2 separate regions of the Macaca mulatta genome follow, and region 2 is linked to region 1. The links are chromatin contacts, called in public Hi-C maps. All regions are on one chromosome and are shown on one strand. Each heading gives the region's core, a stretch centred on a gene start, on an enhancer-like site or on the middle of the called end of the contact. The rest is flanking DNA. Distances are from core to core; before and after follow the strand shown. Region 1 holds the start of CAP1 (cyclase associated actin cytoskeleton regulatory protein 1). Region 2 holds the start of MYCL (MYCL proto-oncogene, bHLH transcription factor).

The links. Hi-C and Micro-C count contacts between places; a contact is called where the count stands out from the background.
Region 2: a Hi-C map of fetal cortical plate shows a contact between it and region 1, with 1.6 times the contacts expected there. The contact joins the promoter of MYCL here to the promoter of CAP1 in region 1. A contact is called at or near these places in 2 of 14 Hi-C or Micro-C datasets (fetal cortical plate and liver).

The regions. Positions count from the first base shown.
Region 1 is chr1:200,748,412-200,754,049 of T2T-MMU8v2.0, reverse strand. It overlaps CAP1 (cyclase associated actin cytoskeleton regulatory protein 1), which reads left to right and starts at 3,077. Exons shown (of 13, transcript XM_015136064.3): 1 at 3,077-3,883. It overlaps LOC106997909 (a long non-coding RNA gene), which reads right to left and starts at 1,691. Exons shown (of 2, transcript XR_003723509.2): 1 at 1,508-1,691.
Region 2 is chr1:200,883,951-200,889,588 of T2T-MMU8v2.0, reverse strand. It overlaps MYCL (MYCL proto-oncogene, bHLH transcription factor), which reads right to left and starts at 2,465. Exons shown (of 3, transcript XM_015136019.3): 1 at 2,214-2,465; 2 at 1,345-1,849. The coding sequence starts at 2,294.

The sequences.
Region 1 (5,638 bases), core at 1,828-4,327:
CAGGCTCTGAGCCAGGTTGCACAGATGCAGGCAGTCCTCTGAGTCAGGCTGGGAGAGGCTCCAGATGAACCGCCAGACTTCTGTGTCTGAAATCCTGAGAGATATAGAGGAAACCTGGGTGGCTCCCTCAGAGACAAAGTGATTCTGCAGGTTCAGAATGCGCTGAACTTACAGGAGAGGAAGATATTAAAAGATAATTGCACAAATGATGAATAAGGATTGTAATACCTGCCAAGAAGGAAAAGCAGTATTGAATGAGAATGTATACATGGTCTTAGTTCATTCCTGCTGCTATAACAAAATACCTAGACTGGGCACTTCATAAATAATACACATTTCTTTATTTCTCTCTCTCTCTCTCTCTCTGTCTCTCTCTCTCTCTCTGTCTTTCGGTCTTGCTGTGTCACCCAGACTGGAATACAGTGGTGTGATCTCAGCTCACTGCAACCTCTACCTCTCAGGTTCAAGTGATTCTCCTGCCTCAGCAGGAGATTCGAGTAGCTGGGTTTTTGGCTGCATAGCTGGGACTAGAGGCGCCCACCACCACACCTGGCTAATTTTTGGATTTTTAGTAGAGATGAGGTTTTGCCATATTGGCCAGGCTGGTCTCGAACTCCTGACCTCAGGTGATCCACCCGCCTCGGCCTCCCAAAGTGCTGGGATTACATATGTGAGCTGCTGCACCCGGCAATAAAATTATTTCCTATAGTTCTGGAGGCTGGAAGTTCAAGATCAAGATGCCAGCAGGTTCAGTGTCTGGTGGGGGCCTGGTCTCTGCTTCTAAGAGGGCACCTTCTAGCTGCACAGAAAGCAAAAAGGCAAAAGGCCTAGCTAGTTCCCTCAGCCCTTTTAGTGGGCATAATCTCATCCACCAGAGAGGTGCCCTCGTGGCCTGCTCACCTCTGAACGGCCTCACCTCTTAATACTATTGCATTAGGGATTAAGTTTCAACATGAATTTTGGAGAGGATGCAAACATTCAAACCATAGGACCTGTACCAGATCTAGTCTGAAGTCTCATATGCAAATTATCCCCTTTTCATTTATTATCTTTTTATCATCACCATCATTTCCCCCTTTATGAGAACAGTATCTTCTGCATTCTCTCCTTGATTGCATCCGCATACCACAGCTTTGATTCAGATTCTGATTAGATCTTTGTGCTTATCTTCTAGCAGTTCTCCCTGCCTCTTTTGTTGCCCACTGAAGGCCATGCCCTACACGGTAGCTAGATTTTTATTTCTAAAATACAGTATGACTAGTGCCTCCTTGCTTTCTCACTAAGGTTTGACCTCTCTGGCCCGGCAGTTTGCTCAACCCCCTTTTCTTTAGCCTTATCTCCTACTCCTCTCCTGCAGGAACCTCTCACCTCAGCCCAGCACAGATTCCCATCTCCATTACTGTTCATTCATGTTTGCTCTGCAACGATCTGTCCGTCCATCTCTGCCTAGGAAATTACTATTCTGAATTCAAGGCACTCACTGAACATGTGCTAGATGAGAACTCACCACGGATGAAGCAATGGGTCCTGGACAAGGGGCAAGATCAGTGAGGAGGAAAAAGCTGGAAGACAGAAGGCAGCACATCTTCTGATGACCACTCCAAATGGTAATACTATTTCCAAAATAGACTGTAAGCACCATGAGAGCAGTAACAGGGTCTGACTTGTCCACTGCTGGATCCCCAGTTGTGCTTGGTACAAAATAACATAGCAATTATTGAACTCTTCCAATAATTGCTACTATGTAGCTCAATAATTTTTTTTCAGTGCATAAATACATGTTACAGATATTCTTTTATTTATTTATTTTTTTGAGACAGAGTCTCCCTCTGTCGCCAGGCTAGAGTACAGTGGCACAATCTCAGCTCACTGCAACCTCCACCTCCCGGGTTCAAGCGATTCTTCTGCCTCAGCCTCCCAAGTAGCTGGGACTACAGATGCCTGCCACCACGCCCAGCTAATTTTTGTATTTTTTAGTAGAGACAGGGTTTCACCATATTGGCCAGGCTGGTCTTGATCTCTTGACCTCATGATCTGCCTGCTTCGGCCTCCCAAAGTGCTGGGATTACAGATGTGAGCCACTGCGCCCAGCCCTTCATGTGATGGATGTTCTTCAACTATCTTCCAATCTCTTACTGGAGTTACAAGTGCATGTATCTAGACTTCTTAAAAGACCGGACATTCCTTAGGGCAGGGGTTGTAACTTAAGTCGTGTGTACATTCTTTATAATGAAGCATTTTACAAAGTGGTTTCACATACATTACTGCTTCTGTTTCTCATTACAGCCCCATGAATATTCCCCATTTGATAGATGAGGAAACTTTCTTCCTTCTCCTTCCTGCTTCCTCTTCTCTCTCCTCTTCCTCTAGAATGCATGTATGGTCTATGTTCCTTCTGTCCCTAATCCAGAAAGAGATTTAGAAGAACCAAATGCAGAGTCAAAGACTATATCCAAATAAAGTTAGAGTTTGTGTGAGAGACAGTGTTTTTAGTTAAATGTCAATATTTAAAATATACTATGACTTTTATACCATATTTTTTCATGTTGTCATGTTCTTTTAAACATGCTGGGAGCCATATAGTTAGGAAGAGGCTCAGTAACCCGTCCAAAGTAACCTGACCAAAGTCTGACCCCTAGTAGAGGGCCTATGCCAGCACTGGAACCCAGTGTGTCTCCAGATCCAGAGGCATTCACCGCCTCAAAACTGCCTCAAATGACTGCAGTGTGGTCTATCACAGGGGCTAATTAAGCTCCTGGGATTTAGAGTCAGACAGATGTGTTTCCTTCAGTTTCAACAGTTATTTTCTGACCTTGGCAAGTTATTCAGCTTCCTCATTTGAAAACCAGAGGACATAATGGTACCAACCACCGAGAGTTGCTATTAGGAGTAAATGAAAATACGCTTGAAGAACTCAGCATAGGTCTGGCAAGTAGTCAGCGTGCAGTAAATGGTAGCTGTTATTATAAGAACTTTAGTTGTTGAATGATTGACTCTGGCATATAACTCCTGCATTCAACTTGAAACACGGAGCTGTCACAGTCTTTCAGCCGAAGGGGCGGGAACTGTGGCACTCGCCAGTTTTTTCTAGAAATAAATCTTTGTGGGAGGATAATGACCGGTTGGAGAGCGTGAGTCTTGAGGGAACAAATATCGGATCTCCCAGCCCAAGGAGCAAGGAAGTGAATCCTCCCCTGCGCGCGGCAGCCACCGTGCGGAACCTCCCCCTGAAGCGAGTAGCAGCCGCCTGGGCCCGCGCAGCCCAGGGCGAGGCTGCCTCAGAAGCCGGATTTCAGCATGGTGGGTGCAGGATCTGCTTTAATTTTGCTCATCTTATTCTCGGGGACCACACCCTGCGCGCCGGGAGGAAGGGCTCCAAAACCACAAGGGCGGAGGCTCTCGCGCGGCCCCAGACCTGACCATCTATGGTCACAAAACACACCGACCAAACAGGAAGTGGGGTGAGAGCGGAGGGTTTCTTACCTTCCCAGTCCCGGGACTGCCAGCCGGGCTGAGGCTGACCCACAGCGCCCTCACTGACCCCCACACCCTGCGCCCAGTCTCCGCAAGTCCTCCCACAACAATGTCCAGACTAATTGCCTTCCCACGTCACAAACGGGGAAACCGAGGTATGCACGCCCAGAGACAGGGGGAGCTTGGCCTCGATCCCCACCAAGAGCTGACGGCCGACCGGATTCCTGCCCTCAGAGAATCCTGGACCCCAGTCGTTCCAAGACCCTTTCCGGACTGCAGCGGAAAGGAACCGGCCTCTGCCACTGAGACCAAACTGACAGAGAACTGGCCACTCTTCTGTTCCTTCCAGAGACGAGCTTAGCCAGGGACTTCTGCCCTTCCTGCGCCCGGGTCTCGGGGACGATTCCGGGTAGGTAAAGCGGGACGAGGGCGTGACCTCGCTTGTGAGCCCGCCCTCCTCGCGTCGCTCCCGCCTTGAGGGCGGGGCTCTTCCCCAAGTGCCCTCTGTGCGAGCTGGGCCGCTTTCTCCGGGGCGTGGCAAAGGGGGGCGGAGTCACGAGCGGGGCCGTGAGACTTCCTGCCCAGTCGCGGGCCAGCCTAGCGCTTCAGCCGGCGGCTCATTTCCGGTGGGGGTGCCGCGCCCAGTGAGGGCCCGGAAGTGGGTCGCGCGGAGATTGCTGGGCGGTTCTTGCCGGAAGCGGAGAGCGGCTGATCGTAGTCCGGAGGTGAGGCAGAACTCTGAGGTGAGGGTGTGCAGCTTGGTAGGGACTGGGGTCTCCTCCGCGGCCCATGGGCCCCTGGTGTTGTTAATGGCCCTTCTGGCCTGCGCGCGTGTCGTGAACCCTGCCTAGAGGGCCGGGGCTGAGGCCCTCAGGCCGACCCGGACTCCTGGGCGCGGTCTCTTGAGGTGGGGCCGGGGTGAGCAGCTGAGTCCGGTTGCCCGAGGGAGGCCCCTCTGCCCGATTTCGCAGTGCCGCCCATCATTTTCAGCGGAGGCCTGATTCCTGAGGTGCTCTGACTGGAAGGAACCTCCGAGATCGGAGAGTCTTTCTTGTTCCCTGTTGATGCTCCCATTGCACTGATGGGTAAATTGATCCCTAGAAAAGAGGCTAGTCCGAGATATATAGCGAGTGAGGAAAATAATCAGAATCATGGTCCTGGTTCCTAAGATGACCAGCCCCGGTTCCTTCCCTTGTTGCTCGGAACCTCTCTAACTTGGGATGGTCTTCCGGTCGGTGTTGCCCCTAAGGCTGCTGCAGGTCAAAGGCCATCGCTGCGTGGAACTTTTTTTTCCCCTCTTCCCAAATTGAGCCGTTTGAAATGCCTAGGGAGTTTTTAAAAGAGAGGCGGGCAAATCCTTGTATTTACGGGCAGATATCCTCCTTTTCCTCCTCGGCTGCTGCTCTTGTTTTGAAAAGCCAGGCTAACTTTATTGAAGGTGTGTACTTCTGGACCTGAAACCAGACGGCTCAGGTTTGGTCTGGCCGCAGTGCCAAGTGTCTATGGCCATAGGTGCCTTATTTAACTTCTTTGAGCCTCCTTTTTTTCATCATTTAAGTGGAGATCTCTGCTGACCCCACAGGATTAAATTCAGCGTAACAAATTGTGTTTATTCTGTGCCAGCATTTTCCCAGATGCGGGGAATGCAGCTTTAAAACAAAACAATGTAGACCCTGCCCGCATGGAGCTAGCACTGTTTGCAGGGATGTTTAAGAAATAATTATGTTGATGAGAGTTAGGAAAGAACACGGTGCTCTGAAAGTATGTAACAAGGGGTTCAGGAAAAGCCCTTCTGAAGAAGCAGAGTTTTTAAGATGAATTTTGAAGGATAAATAGGAATGTGTTCGAAGAGGGGAATGAGAACATTTGAGACAGGTTAGCATCAGAACTGTGTCAGTTGAAGCTCTTTGTGGGATCTCTCTTCAAGTGAAAATCCTTGAGCAGATCAGCACATTTATCATTTACCAGACTTTAATTAATTTATTTATTTGTATTTTTAGTAGAGATGGGGTTTCCCCATGAAGGCCAGGCTGCTCTCAAACTCCTGACCTCAGGTGATCCCCCACCTCGGCCTCCCAAAGTGCTGGGATTATGGGCGTGAGCCGCCGTGCCCGGCCCCACCAGATATTTGTTAAGACCTTAGCATGTATGAGGCACATTTTAA
Region 2 (5,638 bases), core at 1,216-3,715, 140 kb before region 1:
GTAGAGATATATCTTTATTGGTTTTTTGATCTCAAGATTCTTTCCAGCCATCAAACGAACATAAACTCTTGGTGTAGAAAGCAAGCTGGTTAAAAACGACCTTAACACAGTGGACCAGGAAAAAAAAAAAAGACTTTTAATTTTTCTTGTTATCCTATTTTTCCTCTCAAGTGTATGACAACTTCCATACCCCATTCCCCAGTTCCCTATCGAATTGTCATGTAAAAGTTATTCCTAAAAGCTACAGTGAGTTTTCTTGGTCCTGATTTATTTGTCACCAGCCTCAGTCTACACTCTACAAAAATACCCTCTCCAGTATTTCTCATGGGTGTGGAGGTCTAAGATGCCAGAACAAGAAAAATGTAGTTTAGTGGCACAGGATGCCCTAGTCTGCCCTCAGTGAGGTTTGCCCTTGCATCAAGGATGGGAGAGGAGGGCCTGGAGCTCTATGGCCTTGACCCCAGCACGTAGCCCACAGGTTGCCACAAAGTAGGGGCCAGTGAATATTTGTTGAATGCAAGGGAGCAGCTGAAGCTGGAGATGTATTGAAAGGGAGCGAGAAGGACACTTTTCCATCTTAGGACAAACAGCAAGGCAAGGTGTAGTGCCTCTAAGATAAGCTACCACAAAGACCCAAACATCAAGGAAGAGGTGCCTGGTTGGGATGGAGCACTGGGGAAGAGGGGCTGGCTAGATGGCAGAAAGCTGGAGCTGACTTGTAGTGATTTTCTATCTCTAAGCCTCAGTTTTTCCATCTGTTAATGGGGAGTGTTCATTCTTCCCTTCCTGTCTCAGGGATGCACGAGTGGTAAGTGGTGGTGGGGAGGCACAAGAGGGCATTTATTATTGGCATTTTTAAGTAAAGCCAACTGGAGACCTAGTTTTTTAAAAGGATGGGCTTTGGCTTTGCACAAAAGGCTCTCAGCTTCTTCTCCCCCTAGGGGAGTGTGAGTTTCCCAGGGAAAGAGGCAGCAGCAAAAAAAACTTCAGGCTTGGAGTGACTCTTAAGGGATCCCCTTCCGGACTCGTTAGGACAGAAATCCCTTACAGTCCAACCCCAGTATTGTCCTCTCTAAGCGCCAAACCTCACTACATATCCCTGGTCCCCTGGGGCTCCAATAATCATCAAAGGGACGCTGGCTCCCACGCCACTTCTCCAAACTGTTTACCAACACACCCACGTGCCAGACATACACGGCTGGGGGCTACACGGGCAGCTTCGGCCAAAGAGAGGGGGAGATGGCCCAAGAGCTTGAGAAGAGCCAGTGCCTGACCTCAGGCAGGGGCAGAGCTTTGGCCACCCATGGGGTGGCCCCCTCTTGGATGTCTCGGGGAGGTCCTTACCCGAGTCGCTTGGGCTCTCGGACCCGGAGCAGGCCTGGGTCTTGGGTTCGCCCAGCGGACAGGGGGCGGCGGGCGCCGGGTTGCCGGCTTCGAGGCTGGGAGTGCAGTCCGGGGCGGCGGACGCCTTGGGCGGGTTCCCCCGGGGCGCGCCAGCGGCGAGCCGGTCGCTCACAGCTCTCTCCAGCCGTTCCCGGGCCGAGAAGCCGCTCCACATGCAGTCGCGGCGGATGATGGAGGCGTAGTTCCTGCCCCAACCTTTCGAGTGGCCCCGGGATTCCGCTTCGTCCCCGGTGCACCCTCCGGGCCACGGCTCCGCGGGACCAATCCCGGGGGCCGGGTCCCCTGCGCCGGGACCCAAGCCCCAGGGCGGCGACGTGGGGGGCGATGGCACCAGCTCGAATTTCTTCCAGATGTCCTCGCTGGGCGCCGTGGAGCGGTAGAAATCCTCCCCGCAGTCATAGTCGTAGAAATAGTGCTGGTACGAGTCGTAGTCCATGTCCGCTCCCTGCGGGAGGGAAATGGGGACGTGCTGACCGGGTGCCGGCCGGGCGAAGGAGGCGTCCCCGGGTCCCTCGGCACAGCCGGCTGCCAGGCTCTAGTTCCTCCCCAACCCCACCGGCTTGCAGCCTGCGCCCAGTCCTCGCGTCCCGAGAAGCCGGGCCCCGGGTCAGAGTGGCAGGGGAAGCCAATCGCAGAGCGCGGACCCGGCTGCGGGCAGCGAGTTCAAAGCAAACTTTGCCAGCGCCGCCCGGAGCGCAGCTCCCAGGGCCCGGTGGGGCCGGGCGGGGGCGCGCCGTGCCCAGAAGGCACCCTGCAGCCAGCCCGCACCGCGGGACCCGCTCCCGTGCCGGGGCCACCCGCAGCTTCACCTCGCTCCCGCCGCCCGCCTCCTGGAGCGGACCGGCTCCCCGCCGGCTCGGGGCAGCCCGGCAGCCCGCACACACGCACATGCGCGCCGCCGAGAGCGCGGCCCGCACTCACAAGCGCGCCCCCCGCGCGCGCGCCCCCTCCTTCGCTCGCGCACGGTGGCCCGGACGCTCTCGGGATCGGCGCGGGAGCGCGAGCTGCAGGCGCATTGTTTCCTGGCTGCCTTATATCTCGTCGCGCGCCCGGGACCCAGGGACTGGGGGGCGGGCCCTATGGAACAAACCCCGCCTCCTCCCTGCCCACTCCAGGCAGTCGACAGGTGGGGCAGGCCCCACCTCCTGGCAGCGCTCGCCCACTCCGTTCTATCCCCGGTAGCCCCCCAAATAAATTGCACGCTGGGGAGCGCAAACAGGAGGCGGGCTGATGGGGCCCGGCAGCCGCCTGGTGGAGGCGTGACTCTATCGAGGCGCTGGCAGTGCCAGCCGGCTGAAGTAAACCATGCTCCTTGCCCACTCCGAATTGGAGAATTAGGGCTACTCCCCGCTCCACCCTGCGCGCCTACTTTCCCCGGCGCGCCCCGCTGGGTTCAGGTGCGCCCGAGCCGCCGCGGGGGGAGGAGGGAAACGCGCCACCTGGCGGCCCTCAGCCCTGAACTTGGGTTGGTTCCGGCGTCCGTCTGGTCACCCGTCGGCCCGTTTCTTAAGCTCGGTGGCCTAAGCCTGGACGGCATCGAAGCGAAGATGCCGGGCTTTAGAGCCTGAAACGTAACCCTCCTGAGCCTCAGTTTCATCTGTAAAATGAAGGGATGGTAATGCTTACCTTACAGGGTTGTTGTGAGGCTTTAGGGAAATAGAGCATCTAGGGAAGGGGCCTGGGCCAGGAGGAGACGCAGACGGCGCTGGCTTAGCCCCTGCTTTCGGTAGGGCGGTGCAGAAGTGAGGAGGAATTTTTCCCGGGGCAAAGCCAGGGCTGAGACCCGCTGTGCTCCCTCTCTTCTCACACAAAACACTGTAGGAGCTGCACAGTAGAGAAAAGAGAATGAGGATTTGGCATCTGGAAAATACTGCAGGACCAAGTTGTTTCAAGTTTTGCCCGGCATCGCTGGCCAAGATGATAGATAACCCCTCTGTATAACTTTTTTAAATTTTTAATATTTTTTTAAGAGACGGGGTCTCACTCAGCGTCAAGGCTGGAGTGCAGTGACTCGATCATGACTCGCCTCAGCCTCGAACTCCTGGGCTCAAATGATCCTCCTTCCTTAGACTCCGAAAGTGTAGGGATTACAGGCATGGACCACCGTGCTGGGTTCCCCTTTGTGTCATCTTCTACACAGATGACCTTTGGTGGAAGAGAAAAAATTAAACTATATGGCCAGTCTGAGATTTAGGCCAGAAGAGAGTAACTTGGGACAGCAGCCAATACATCTAGATTCCTCCACCTGGCATCAAGGTCTGGTGTCTGTCTACCCCAGCCTGATTACCTGCTGTCTCTCTCTTTCCCTCCCACCCCTGTGATCTAAGAACACCAAACTACTCACTGTTGGCAGACGGAAGTGAGAAGGGCAAGCAGTTCAATGTGGTTGGAGCATGGGACCCGAATGTGAGTTGTTACATGGGTTGGGAGAGAAGGCAGGGAAAATGACAGCCTTCCGTTTTAGATACGTTGGGTCTGGGCTGCATGTGGGATATCCTTGAAGGCAGAAACCTGCTCCTACTTGCTTTGTGATTTCTGCACATAGAACAGCTTCTGGCAGACATTTGTGAACTAACTGACTGAGAGACTCAGCCAACCAGATTTCACTGAGAGAGCTTGTGTGCCCTGCTTTGTGCTAAACGGAAGCCACAAATTAGAAGGGTTCCAGGTTTGGTTGCGCCCCAAGACGCAGACGTTGGATTGTCTTTTAGTGACTTTTCTCTGGTCCGCAGATGTCTGAGATGGTTGCCGTACTAGTCTGGGTTATTGGTTACAAATAACAAAAACCAAACTTAGGCCGGGCACGGTGGCTCTTGCCTGTAATCTCAGCACTTTGTGGGGCCGAGGCAGGCGGATCACAAGGTCAGGAGATCGAGACCATCCTGGTTAACACAGTGAAACCCCATCTCTACTAAAAATACAAAAAAATTAACTGGGTGTCGTGGCAGGCATCTGTAGTTCCAGCTACTCCGGAGGCTGAGGCAGGAGAATGGCGTGAACCCGGGAGGCGGAGCTTGCGGTGAGCTGAGATCACACCACTGCACTCCAGCCTGGGCGACAGAGCGAGACTCCGTCTCAAAACAAAACAAAACAAAACAAAACAAAACAAAACAAAACAAAAACCAACCTTAGACAAATGTAAGTAGAAAATAACTTTATTGGAATAATTGGTGGTATAGACCTCAAGGGAGGCTGGAAATTTACATTTGGAGAATGGGTCTTCCTCACCTAGACTACAGCCCCCACCCTGCAGCTCCTCCCATGGTTTCATTGTAGATGATATCTGGGGGCAACCAGGAGATGCTGCCCCTCCTCAAGAAGTAGGAAAAAGGAAATTAAGTTGTCTTCTGAGAGTTGCACTGCTTTTTCACTTTGAATATTTTTGTTTGTTTTATGTCTTCCTTGTCAGACTGTAAACTCAGTGAGGGCACACAAATGTCAGCCTTATTCACTGCTGTACGCCAGGGCTCGAGAACAGAGCCTGGCACATCATGGGTGCTGAGTATATGACTGAACACAAAATTATTCACTGCTGTACCCTAGGGCTTTAGAACAGAGCCTGGCACATCATGGGTGCTAAGTATATGACTGAACGCAAAACTCTAATGCTTTAGTTTTTGCGTTTTATTATTTATTTATTTATTTAGACAAGTCTCTATTGCCTAGGCTAGAGTGCTGTAGTACAATCTTGGCTCACTGTAACCTCCCCCTCCCAGGTTCAAGCGATTCTCCTGCCTCAGCCTCCCAAGTAGCTGGGATTACAGGCACCTGCCACCACGCCCAGCTAATTTTTTTTTAAAGGTCATACTGCTTCTGTTCCTTTTTTTTTTTAATGCTTTAAGTTCTAGGGTACATGTGCACAATGTGCAGGTTTGTTACATATGTATACATGTGCCATGTTGGTGTGCTGTACCCGTTAACTCGTCATTTACTTTAGGTATTTCTCCTAATGCTATACCTCCCCATCCTCCCTAATTTTTTGTATTTTTAGTGGAGACCGGGTTTCACCATGTTGGCCAGGCTGGTCTTGAACTCCTGACCTCAAATGATCCACTCACCTTGGCTCCGAATTATGTTGTTATGATTTTTTGAGACAGGGTCTCACTCTGTTGCCCAGACTGGAGTGCGGTGGTGCAATCATGGCTCACTTTAGCCTTGACTTCCTGGGCTCCAGGGATCCTCCCATGTCAGCCTCCTGAGTAACTGGGACAATAGGAGGCATGCGCCACCACAC